2 separate regions of the Sus scrofa genome follow, and region 1 is linked to region 2. The links are chromatin contacts, called in public HiChIP or PLAC-seq maps. All regions are on one chromosome and are shown on one strand. The core of a region is the stretch at or near the end of the contact, and the rest is flanking DNA. Distances in the headings are between cores, read along the strand shown.

Region 1 (6,208 bases), core at 558-3,057, 100 kb after region 2:
TGTGCCCTCCCTGACTTTACCGGGGGTTCTCTTCAGTTGGATGTTTGGTCAGCTCTGTGGCTAACTGCCTTACACCCTCCTCCAACTACTGAAAACTCAAATGACAACCAGATGGGGCAGCGATCCAGAAGCAAGGGGAGAAGGGAGGGCTGCCAGGAGAGCATCCCACAGCGCTCTGGACAAATAGGGGCAGGGATGAGCATTTCCTTATCTGCAATTCCCCAATCCAACAACCTCTGCAAACCAAAAGTTCTGGGAACTCATCTCATTTGGCCATAAAATTTGACCGGGTATGAGGCTGTTGACTGTTTTTATTTCTTCATACGTATCGTTGCAGAAGTAAGAATGTGTTTGAACAGAGTGCAGTCCCAGACTCTCCTAGGGTGTTATATAAATTATGGTCTATTTTTTTTTTTTCATTTCCTTAAAGAAATGGACATCCTTAAAAAAAAATTCTGTATGGGCTTCCTTAAAAGAAAAAATTCTGACTCTGAAGCACATTCAGTCCCAAGGGCTGTGGCTGGGCAGCCGTGGCACAAGGGACAGCAGCCACCACATTCCAGCGGCCCGGAAAGGTTAGGAAGAGAGCATAAGCATGTCTCAGGACTGGCACTGTCCAAAGCATTTGCGTTGTATTTCAGCACAGCCCTTGGTTTCATAATATCTCAGAACCACACAGCCCAAACCTGCAGAAATCCCCTTATCCCCCGCCCTGCGAGGATCGAAGGGAAGATCTGACCCTCAGGTCTGACAGGTACTTATAACCTGCACCCCCCACCCCATGCCTTTTAATGCTCTCTTCTGGCCCAGGGACCGTCCAAAACGACACCCCGGAGTTTCCTGAGTCATTCTCCTCTTGCTCTGTGGTGCTTCTGTCAATAACTGTTTCGTGTTATGACAAAACGAACTGCTCAACTGGAAAGATTTCACGTATTATTTTAAAACTCTTGATTCAGTCTCCACCAGTGGAAAGTTTAATTGGCTGCTTGGGTCAAGCCCATCTTTCCAGAGCTCTGCCTGAGCCTTGGCTGCAGCTGGTGCAGTAACTTGACCATCAACATGTAGCGTCTCCCGAGGCAGCCTGCTCCCGGGGCAGTTGTGACCAGGGGCGGAGCTGGACTCAGTCCTGCTGGGGGGTGGGGGGCTGTCAGCTCCCTGGATGCATCTGCTCTCCACCTCCTTTCTGCCTGCACCCTCTTCCTGCTCCTCCTCTCACCCCTCCAGGCAGGGGTGTGCCTGGGAACGCGCTTCCTTTTTTTTCCTCTCCTTCAGTGGAGAGAATGCCAGGAGAGAAACAGAAAAGACAGAAACTTTAAAATATGGTGTAGGGACAGGTTTCAGGGAAACTCTGCCAACGATGGTTCCTAGTGGCAGTGGCAACAGAGACCGTTTTGCAACAGGAGGATGGCCTCTATCCGCCAGTGGCATCTGACCGTGGGAAGAGTCATGGTCACAAAGCTTCCCAGGGCACGTTGCCTGGTTCCCAACCTCCCCATCAGAGAAAAGGCGCAGGGCTTGGCGGCCAGAGAGGAGACTCGCTAGCTGTTTTCAGGCCAGCCCTGTCCTCCTCTGTCCCCACTGCCGTGGCTGCTGACCCTCTTGCTCTCTCGCTGGGGTGGGTCAGGAAAACGGGGCCTTTCCATGGGTCACTCTCCTAGGACACAGTCCAGTGGTATCAGTTCACAGAAAACCTGCGTCATCTGCTGTGCTGGGGTTCGATCTCAAATTCCTCTTCCCGGGATCTTCCTGTCACCCTGCAGTCAGGCTTTCCCACGTGGTTGCTGGCAGCACCATTTCTAGCCGGTCTGCCCCAAACCCTGCAGCTGAGATTCTCCTGCCAAGTGGACCGTATTCACTTCCTGCCATTATGACCCGATTATCCTTTCCAAATCATTTTGCTGGCTTCCTCTTGGTTTCTGAATTGAGGTCAGGTTTCCACTCTCACTTTCCAACCCTTCCTAGGTATGGTTGCCAGCAACGCCTACTTTCACATGTGTGTCTTCTTCCCCTTCTTTCTTTTTTTCCCTCCCTCTTTTTTTTTTTTTTTTTTTTTTTTTGCACTTTCCTATTCCTCTTCTTGAGCTACATATGAACTCAGGGGAACCTCCTTGATTTTCTTGCAGACTCTCCAAGGGAGAAAACAATTCATTTGCATTGGCCCCTTCATCACTTCTGAGTCTGTGCCTCTCAGTAGGTGCCTTGACTTCCGCTGGCCTCGGTGTCTTCTTTTGCCAACAAAACACCTCAACATCCACCGTGTTTTCTGCTGTCAGAAAAGAAGTCTTCTATGAACGGAAGGTGTTGGGCTTCATGGCTCTCGGTTTGTGCAGCTCCTTAATATGGATCTCTGAGGGGCCACCTCTGCACCATTAGGGATTTTTGCTGGTACCCGTTCAGGTCTGCATCTGGATTGGAATGAGGGGTTGCGAGAACCTGGATTTGCGTGCCAGGTGAATAATTAAGCATTTTGACAATGGGAGGGATGTTCATGTTCTCAGATATCCAGCTTTTGCAAAGCGAGCTTTCCGCTGAAAGGAAATTATACCCTATTGTGCATGAGGCTTTCCGTCAGAGGCTCCCCCTGGCTTCTCTGCATAAACCCTACAAAAAGCCCTCATGTTTACTTGTGTGCTGAGCGGTGCTGTGCGAGTGCTGAGTGCTGAGGGAGGAAGGAAGGGGAGCAAGTTAATGGTGCTTGCTCAGCATGAGCATGCTATCAGATCCTCATGTGCTCCCGTTATCTGACTGGGCAACAACTGGGACGCTTCAAGTTAGGCTGCGGTTATGAGATCAAAGTCCAGATTTTGGGCAGATAGATGCTGCTCAAAGAGAATTGCTGAAAACGAAGGCATGACTTTGAGAAGGCACAAAAATGACTAGTTTTGTTTCTCTTTCCTCATCTTAAGCAGATCGCCTCAGGACAGCTGTTTTTATTAAGCCCACGGTATTGATAAATACAGAAATGATGGCCACTCAGGTACCATAACACACGTACGTGGCTTATTTAAAGCTGACAGTACCAGTTCTTGAAGAGCTCCTTTGTCCCAGAAAAGGGGAAAGGGAAAGGGAGGGAGGGTGCCCCCTAGGAAGGCCATGGAAGCGCCCAGCCCAGCTGAGAGGGAAGAGCTGCAGAAGGCAGGACTCCCTGGCTGCCCTCCCTCCTCCTTCACCAGCACACTGGCCAAGAGAAACCTTGTAAGGGGAGGTGACAACGTGACTCCAGGGCATTACAGGCAGGATTCCTTCTGGAGAGAACACTGTGAGGAGAAGCCTGGGGACTGTGGATGGGGCAGAGGACAAAGCACCCTTGGCTGAGGTTACAGGGTTTTCCTGTGTCCCATTCTCCAGGCTGCAAAGTCCTAACCTCTTCCCACCCCCAAAAAACTCTGCTTTTGTGGGCATGCTGGGCACAGCGGGGGGAGAGAGGCGTGCAGGCGACAGTGACGGGCTGCTGAACACAGAGTCTACAGTTCAGGCTCCGTCTGAAGCATCTGGGTGGGGCAGAGGGAGGACAAAGGTGGAGGCTTCTAATTCTTTAAGGGAAGTGCTACAGATTCCCTAATTTATCTTCCTCCTCAAATCATTATCAAGTGACAAAATGCATTCATGAAAGTCAGGCAGCTGTCTCTGGTGAGATGATTTGAAAGCACTTCAAATGCATGAATAAATGTGATATGCTTAAGAGAATGTTCCTGCTTTGCCAGATCCTGCCAAATTCCCAAAGCAGGTGTTCAGCTGAGAGCCAGGGCACAGAACGGCCGGGATGTTCTGCCTAGAACAGCGCTGGGACATGGTGTTTGAACGGACCATGGGGTCAATTTCCCAGAACAGCTTTGAGGACAGAGGGTATTTTGTGGCCGGGAAAATACATGCTATATTTATGTGTGGAGATGATGAAATAGAGTCAAAAGGCTTTGCAGGCTACGGGCAAGGTCTTATTTCAGAAGCCTCATATAGGTAGAATTGTCCCCCCTCCCCGCCTCTGCTTAGACTTAAGAGTGTACTGTGGGGCACACACTGTGCTGGGCACAGGAAACATATACAAGCCCCCTTCTTCTCAGAGTTCAGAGCTACTGAGAAACAGAGACACACAAGAGCTTCAAGAGAGATGTACCCAGTGCACGGAAGCAAGCAGAAGGGCACCCCAAGAAGAGACGTGGAGAAGGCTACGCAAGGAGAGGAGGTTTGCATTGGGCTCTGAAGGATTCCAAGGTGGACAGTGGAGCAGAGCAGACAGACCTGCATGTCTGAAGGGCTCTTTTGGTGTGAAGGGTCAGGAAGTGATAACAGAGAAAGCATGTCGAGACATACCACCTGCTCAAGGCCCTCACTGACCCCTAACTCACAACAAGCACATGCAAAAGTCCTGTTCATGACCTAGGAAGGCCCTCCTGTTCCTTCTGCTCCAGCCACCCCAGCCTCACTGTGGTTCTGCAGGGCCTCTGTGGTCTGGTTCCCTCCAAAGGAAGACTCCTCTCCAGGGATGGACCCTGAGCCTCCCTTCCTTCAGGTCTTTCCTCAGATGTCCACCTCCTGGGGAGGTCCTTCCTTGCCACCCTCTATCCCCTTCCCTGGTTTATTTCTCTCCCTACACATTACCACCAACACTGGACATATTTTGCTCACTTACCTTTGCTTCTTGTCTGTCTCCTGTGAGACTCAGAAGTTTAGGAGGGAAGACGCCTTTCTTTATTGGCTCACTGCTATACTCCTGGTGCCTAAGTGGTACCCAGCATATAGCAGGTACTCAAAAAAATACATGGGGAATGATTGAAGGAAAGTGTTATAAAGGACTATGCCAAACAAGGGCTTCTGAAATGCATCTGGAAGCCAATGGGAAACAATGGATATTTTTAACTGGTAGCATAAGGTAAGTGTTTTCTAGGGTCTGTGTTTTCTAGGGTCTGTGTTTTCTAGGGTACCTCTCGGGATGATAATGATGGAATGGTGTGTGTGTGTTGGGGGAGGGGGGAAAACAGGGAGGTGGGCAGAGACCAGAAGCAGGAAGTCCTGTGAAGGGGTCACTGCAAGAGTGCATGATGGCCTGCCAGGGGGCAGTGGCAGTGGAGACGAAGGGTTTAAAGGCGAAATGACAGGTTAAAGTGCCTAACTCTGACTTTATGCATCAACCCTAGGAACTTTTAAGGGTTTCATTTCTCATATCTAATCTAACAATCCGTCAGTACAAAATCAGTTCTAATCTTGATGCAAAGGATGGTTCTGAACCTTGGCTGACGGCTGTACCGAGAAGGCACTCAGGTCAGGGGACATTGGAAAACAGAGCTGTTCTTTGGAACCGTGTCCATGTTTGTCACACATCTTGGAAGCAACCTTCTTTGGTGGGGTGATGGAGTCCTCTCCATCACCTCCCTGTTAATCTCAGCATCGCATTTCAGTATTTTGAGTTGGGCTTCAAGGCTCTCACTCAATTTGAGATGGCCTTTCTCCCCTTCCTTTCAATCCATTCCTTTTGCAAAACCTGCTAACCAACCAACCAATCCAATGCTTTATTTTCTCCTCATCCCTGTGGCCCTCTGTTTGGTCATACTTCACACGCACCATTCCAAGCTCCTTCTCTGATTCTTTTTCTGGACCTTTCTTCATGGTGGGCAAACATGCCTGGGAAGCTTTTGCAAAACCCATTTAGAAGTTACTTTCCCCTCTCCCTTGACCCCCATCCTCACCTACCAGCCGAAGTGCCTTTCCTGTGTGTGAAGATGACAGACGGCCATTCTCAGCTATGAAAGAGCTCAGAAAAATGGATCTCTTCCTACTGTTCCTTGAGAATACACTCTCCCCAGCTGAGAAATAACTGCATCAAGAAGTCAGATGGCAGTCACGATGGATGGAGCCTGGGAGTTGGTCCTGTGTGCTGCCCATGGTACGAGAACTCATGGCAGTAGAGAAGCAGCCCCTGGGCATGTGCTGCCAATGAGGCCACGTCGACAGCAAGACTGCAGAGAGGGGGGCCTGCCTTTCACGGTGACGTTGGATGACGCCTCGCAAAACTGTCTGTTTTGAACTTAGGACTTGTTATCCTTCTTTTGGGTAATCATCCTAAATTGGGATCCTTCTGTAAAAGCGTCTCCCTCAAGAAGAGTTTACTGTGAGATTCAAAAGCCCCCCCAAAATCCGAAGACAGCTATGTTAAAGAACAACAAGCAGGAGTTCCCTCATGGCTTAGTGGTCATGAACCCGACTATCCATG
Region 2 (6,498 bases), core at 2,173-4,672:
TGAGCACTAAGCTGAGAAATAGGTGGTCTACTACTTCCATGGCAGCCCTGAACTGAGGTTTTTTTTTTTGTCTTTTTGCCATTTCTTGGGCCGCTCCCACGGCACATGGAGGTTCCCAGGCTAGGGGTCTAATCGGAGCTGTAGCCCCCGGCCTACATCAGAGCCACAGCAACGCGGGATCCGAGCCGCATCTGCAACCTACACCACATTTCATGGCAACGCTGGATCCTTAACCCACTGAGCAAGGGCAGGGATCGAACCTGCAACCTCATGGTTCCTAGTCCGATTTGTTTCTGCTGTGCCATGACAGGAACTCCTTTTTAAATAATATAGAAATTAACTAAACAGGCAGATATTTTGAAACTGGTCCCTGAAATTAAAAATTACATTTTACATTTTCCATTAGAAAATATCAGACAAGAATCGAACCTTGCATTCTCACCTCTAAAATCAGTTTAGGTCTGAATCAAGCCTGAGGCTGAGGTGATTTCTACTGAGTTGGCCCTACCCCGCTTCCACCCCCCACATATCTGCAGATGAATGCAAGGGGACCAGGATAATGTCTAAATAAACCAAGTGTTAATCTCAGTGTCAGTGCTCTAAAATAGTTGTTAAAATTCCTTTGATGTTCGTAGTCGTCAGATTCCATAGAAACTCTAGGGGTCAAAGATCTATCACTTGGCCAGGTGTGTTTTGTGTGTGTGTGTGTAGGTTTTTTTGGTTTAGTTTTGTTGTTGTTGTTGTTACCAGTGCTACCAGCTGAAACACTATAGTGACTATTTGTGGAACCCTAGGGACTTCCCTCATCATTCATTTGGGGGCGGAGTGGTGGCTGAGGGCTCAGGACCAGTCTCCGAAGGGAGGGAGAGGTAATCACATTATTAAACCTCCGCAACCTAGAAACATTCAGGGTAATCATTGGCTGATGCCATTTTATTTACAACTGTGTGTAGAATCCTTATTGATGGTTGACCTTCAAAAAAGATCATCAAAAGAGAGAAGATTTGATATTGTGTTTGGGGTGTTTTCCAGGCATTTCAATTTAATCAAATAAGTATGTCCGTTTTTCCAGGTTTCAAATGCCATGATGTTAAAGATACTCGTCAGAGTCTTACACAATGAGTACTTCAGGTATATAGCTTTTTTTTCTTTCTTTCTTTCTTTTCTTTTTTTTTTTGCTTTTTTGGGCTTTTTATGGCCACACCTGCGGCGGCATATGGAGATTCCCAGGCTAGGGGTTGAATCAGAGCTACAGCTGCCGGCCTACACCACAGCCACAGCAATGCCAGATCCACAACACATCTGTGACCTACACCACAGTTCACGGCAACACTGGATCCTTCACCGACAGAGCGAGGTCAGGGATCGAACCCGAAACTTCACGGTTCCTAGTCAGATTCGTTTCCACTGCGCCCTGATGGGAACTCCTTCTTTTCCTAGTTTTAAAAAACTACATTCACTGTACCCAGTAGACATCTAGGTTATAATATAAATTAAAGTGGTGTTCTTTGCAATTTATCAGCAAAGTTTCTTCTTATATAGTTGATAAATATTTGTCTTCCCTATGGTGACATATATGGGCTGAACTATATTGTAACACAATTGAGCCTTGTTTAAGAAGTTAGGTAGGCTGGGAGTTCCCCTTGTGGCGCAGTGGTTAACGAATCCGACTAGGAACCATGAGGTTGCGGGTTCGGTCCCTGCCCTTGCTCAGTGGGTTAACGATCTGGCGTTGCCGTGAGCTGTGGTGTAGGTTGCAGACTCGGCTAGGATCCCGCGTTGCTGTGGCTCTGGCGTAGGCCGGTGGCTGCAGCTCCGATTGGACCCCTAGCCTGGGAACCTCCATATGCCTCGGAAGTGGCCCAAGAAATAGCAAAAAAAAAAAAGACAAAAAAAAAAAAAAAAGTTAGGTAGACAGAGAAGGGAAAGCAGAAGGTCTCACTCTGCAAAAGTGTTCAGATCAGGGTATTATCTTGGGCCCCCTGCAGTCATTTCACTTTGTTCTGTGTAGAATATATATGGAATATATATATTATATAATCTGGATATAGAGAATTCCATGCTATACATATTCTATATATAATATCTATATTCACACACACATGTACATATTTTACATATGGATATGTCTGTATTTTTTTGGCTATCAATCAGATGAGCAAGATATGTATTTCCAAATTATTCATGTGAGGGTATTATTGAAGATATTTTAAAAAGAAGAAAATGTCCCTTCTGTAAAAAAAAAAAAAAAAAAAAATGCGCTTCCATTCCCTAGGAGATTATTATGAAAAAGAAAACGCAGTCATTTTTTTTTTTTTCTTTTTTCTTTTAAGGGCCGAGGTGCAGCATATGGAAGTTCTCAGGCGAGGGGTTAAATCAGAGCTGCAGGTGCTGACCTCCACCACAGCTCATGGCAATGCTGGATCCTTAAACCACTGAGCGAGACCAGGAATAGAGCCCAAATCCTCACAGACAGTATGTTGACTTCTTAACCCACTGAGTCACAACTGGAACTCCAGAAAAACTCATACGTTCTTCAGGAGTATTTAGAATTTAGTTTCTAGGTCTTAAACCTTTTAGAGTCATTAAAGAAACTTCTGTCCATGAAATTATACAAATAAGTCCCTGGAGTTTCAGAAGAGTGAAAAGATTTGCTCCGGGTCACATAGCTAGTTAGTGGCAGACCCAAGACTGGAACACAGATCTCCCAAGCCACAGTTCTAGCCTGCATTGTACATTCCCTGTCGTCACTTCATACAGTACACAGATTTTTTGACGTCTACAGCCCAGACCCTAGGAACTATGATTTTATTTAGAATCATGGTGGTGGGGAACAAAGTTTCTTTGTTTAAAAACTCTACTGCAGGAATAAACCTCCCCAGATTAAATTGAAAGGGATTGTTTAACTATCTGGCCTTAATTCTTTAGTACGAGGCAGTTCGTTACATTTGTCTAATATTATATTTAAGCAGCTTTACTGATATCCCTGGAAGCAACTGTCCATGTCAATTACTATGTATCTATCTCCTCTGAGATAAGTGACATGCAGGTTTACAAAAGAGTCAATATTTTATTATTTGTCCATGCATCAGTTTGGTCTGAGCACACCCAGCACCGGGCTAACGCGGAAAAGTAGCTCTGAGCAATGGGAGAGTGTTTGTGGTCGTTTACAGTTACAGCAACGTCACTGGTATTATCCACTTGCTGAGTGCTGAGCGCTCATTCTGGACACGGCAGACTGTTTGGTGGCCTCTGTTTCAAAGTCAAGTCCCCCAAGGTCTCAGGAGAAGAGTACTCTGCAGAACAGGTTTTCTGGGGCCAGAGGGACTGAAAACAACAGCCCTGCATGCTGCCAGCCCGCCTGATCTAGGGGTGGAGGGGTCACAAGGGGACCACCTGAAGGGTGGGCAGAGGCCCTCGGGGAGGAGCCACGTACTCTTCCTCTCTGAGCAGCCGCAGCAGGATATTTTTTTTATTCTTGGGCCAGCTGTAGATGTGAGTGTTCTGAAGCCAGGTGGGCACGTGTTCCTATGGGAGAGAGAATGACAGGAGCAAAAGCCATTAGAGAAAAACCTGGATTCCAGATCCTAGGCTCAGTTCCCACACCTCCATGGCTTTGCCCTTCTCGGGCGTCTGGTACTCAGCTCTCCTGGGAGTTGGACCGTTTTGCTTTTGGAAGGGCCGTGTGTGTGAAAGGCTCTTGGCTCCGAGCAGGCTGTGCGGCTCGTTATGGAAAGCACATGTGCCGGCATCTTCCAGCAGCCTCCCAGGCTACCTGCCCTGTGCCTTTCAGCTGCCTTTCACCACCCTCCCATAAAAGGGGTAGGACAGAGGTCATGCTGACTGATGTGAATTCCCCCGTGGCTTGCGGCAGAAGTATGCCAGGGCTGGGGGCCTAAGCTAATTCATCATCCTTTCACTCCAGCCACAGGTCTGGCCCGCAGAAGGAGCCCACCAGTTCCTAGTTATCAGGCAAGAGCAGAACCCGTAAACCAGGGACGGTGAGGGTGTAGTTGCAGACTGCCCTCAGACAGTGGACACTCTGCTGGAGAAAGACAGATAACGAATAAGTAAAAGACAGAGTGTGTTCAATACTAATACAGGCTGTAGAGAAAAATAAAACAGGGAAAGAGAAGTTCCCATCGTGGCTCAGTGGTTAACGAATCTGACAAGGAACCATGAGGTTTCGGGTTTGATCCCTGGCCTCGCTCAGTGGGTTGGGGATCCCGCATTGCCATGAGCTGTGGTGTAGGTCACAGACGTGGCTCGGATCCCATGTTGCTGTGGCTTTGGCATAGGCTGGTGGCTACAATTCCGATTCGATCCCTAGCCTGGGAATCTCCATATGCCGCAGATGTGGCCCTAGAAAAAGACAAAAAGACCAAAAACACAAACAAAAAAACAAAACTGAGAAAGGGGTAGGGAGTGCTGGGCAGGGATGAAAGATGGGCAGTTTTCAATAGGGTGTTTAGGGAGTTCCTCAGCAGGTTAAGTACCCAACTAGTATCCAAGAGGATGTGGGTTCAAGCCCTGGCCTCGTTCAGTGGGTTAAGGATCTGACATTGTCACAAGCTGCGGCACAGGTTGCAGATGTAGCTGGGATCTGGCGTTGCTGTGGCTGTGCTGTAGGCTGGCAGCTGCAGCTCTGATTTGACCCCTAACCCGAGAACTTCCTTATGCCGCAGGTGTGGCCCTAAAAATAACAAACAAGTAAATAAATATGGTGTTTAGAAATGGTCTCACTGAGAAAATAAGCAAAGACGTTAAAGAGTAGAGGGAGCAAGTTTTGAGGATGCCTGGGACCAGGCAGGTAGAAGAGCAAAGGCCCTGTGCTGGAAGCTTAACGGGCCTGTTCAAGGAGTAGCAAGGCCAGTGCAGCCAGAGAAGAGTGAATGGAAGAGAGCAGAAGGGTCCTGGAAGTAGAGAGGCTGCATCAGGTAGGGCCTCATGGATTTTCCTCTGAGTAGATGAGGACTCATCTGGGGATCCCAAGACGAGCTTGGAGGCAGCACCTGCTGCGTGTCAGGCACCCTGCTGGGCACTGAGGAAACCCAAATGAGAAAGACACAGTTACTACCTTGAGGAGTCAGGGACTTTGGATGTAGTCAAATTGTAACTATTTTCTTTTTCTTTCTTTCTTTCTTTCTTTCTTTCTTTCTTTCTTTCTTTCTTTCTTTCTTTCTTTCTTCCTTCCTTCCTTCCTTCCTTCCTTCCTTCCTTCCTTCATCCTTCCTTCCTTCCTTCCTTTCTTTCTTTCTTTCTTTCTTTCTTTCTTTATTTCTTTCTTTCTTCCTTCCTTCCTTCCTTCACCCATCCTTCCTTCCTTCCTTCCTTCCTTTCTTTCTTTCTTTCTTTCTTTCTTTTTTTGGTTTTTACGGCTGCACTTGCAGCGTATGGAGGTTCCCAGGCTAGGGGTCAGACCGGAGCTATAGCTGCCAGCCTACGCCAGAGCCACAGCAATGCAGGATCCGAGGCATGTCTGCAACTTACACCACAGCTCACAGCAACGCCGGATCCTTAACCCACTGAGCAAGGCCAGGGATCAAACCCACAACCTCATGAATCCTAGTTGGATTTGTTTCCACTGTGCCATGACGGGAACTCCCAAAATGTAACTATTTTCCAGGCAACTGCATGCCCTGAGTGCAAGGAAAAAAGGAATCGTGGCAGAAGTTTAAAAAGCATAAACAAAACCAACAAAATTGGTCTGCTTTTTCTATCACCGTGCTCCAGTAACTCGAAACAATTACTCCCAATACCGCCACCCATCACCACATGCCACCCACTCAAGGTACCATAGTTAAAGGGACTGTCTGGTATGCAGGCGTAGGGGGAGGAGAGCTCAGGAGAAGCTGCAGAGACTGGGTGCCGCCAGTCAGGGAAGGGCATTGCAAGCACAGGGAACAGAGCACAGAGGCAGAGAGGCACAAATGGGTGTGGCATGTGTGTGAGGGCATGCTGCAGCAGTCCACTGTGACCAGAGCAGAGTCGCGTGTGCATCCAGCGGCTAGAGGGGAAGCGGAGTAAGTGGGCACAGCCCCTCCTCAGGAGCCTCCGGCATCCCGCTAAGGAAGATGAATGTGATCTTGTAGTCAGGAAACTGCCACACAATTTCTAGGCTGAGGGGAGATCAGATCTACATTGTGGATGCTCCACTTTGATGGCAGAGCAGAGGCTGCTACAGGGTCAAGGTGGAGCCAGGGAGACCAGGACGGGGATCCTGCAGTGAGCACAGAGCGAGCCTGGGTGAGGGAGGGAAAGCACACTATGGGGCAGGTTGTGAACTGTGCAACCCCAGGGGGTCCCTTCCCCATAAACTGGACGTGCCCTCATCTGGAGCAGAAGTCTCAAGGCGGTCCTGGCATTGAGGGAACCTCCAGGGTGGGGCTGGGCCTGAGATTAGTGTGCCGTGGTCTGGCTGCCAAGACGTTTGCTACTCTGTTTCCTTCCCTTCACCCCGCCTGGCATGGGGCCTCGGATGTTTTTTGTCCCCATTCC

Evidence for each region. HiChIP or PLAC-seq counts read pairs in DNA pulled down with a chosen protein or histone mark.
Region 1: a contact with region 2 is called in an H3K27ac HiChIP or PLAC-seq map of skeletal muscle. The contact joins two enhancer-like sites. A contact is called at or near these places in 6 of 47 Hi-C or Micro-C datasets (brain, embryonic fibroblasts, epiblast stem cells and 3 more) and 2 of 2 datasets of contacts at active chromatin or transcription factors (alveolar macrophages and skeletal muscle).

Annotation. Positions count from the first base shown.
Region 1 is chr1:77,587,919-77,594,126 of Sscrofa11.1, forward strand. The region is part of intron 10 of FYN (FYN proto-oncogene, Src family tyrosine kinase); the gene reads right to left. Among named protein-coding and RNA genes, the nearest start is that of TRAF3IP2, 50 kb to the left of the region's middle. Within about 2 kb of position 1,808, at least 26 of the 83 cell types and tissues checked have an H3K27ac peak or open chromatin away from gene starts, as enhancers often do. A contact at or near this core is called in skeletal muscle, where this site is marked.
Region 2 is chr1:77,484,524-77,491,021 of Sscrofa11.1, forward strand. All of the region lies in intron 8 of TRAF3IP2 (adapter protein CIKS), which reads right to left. Among named protein-coding and RNA genes, the nearest start is that of TRAF3IP2, 53 kb to the right of the region's middle. Within about 2 kb of position 3,423, at least 9 of the 83 cell types and tissues checked have an H3K27ac peak or open chromatin away from gene starts, as enhancers often do. A contact at or near this core is called in skeletal muscle, where this site is marked.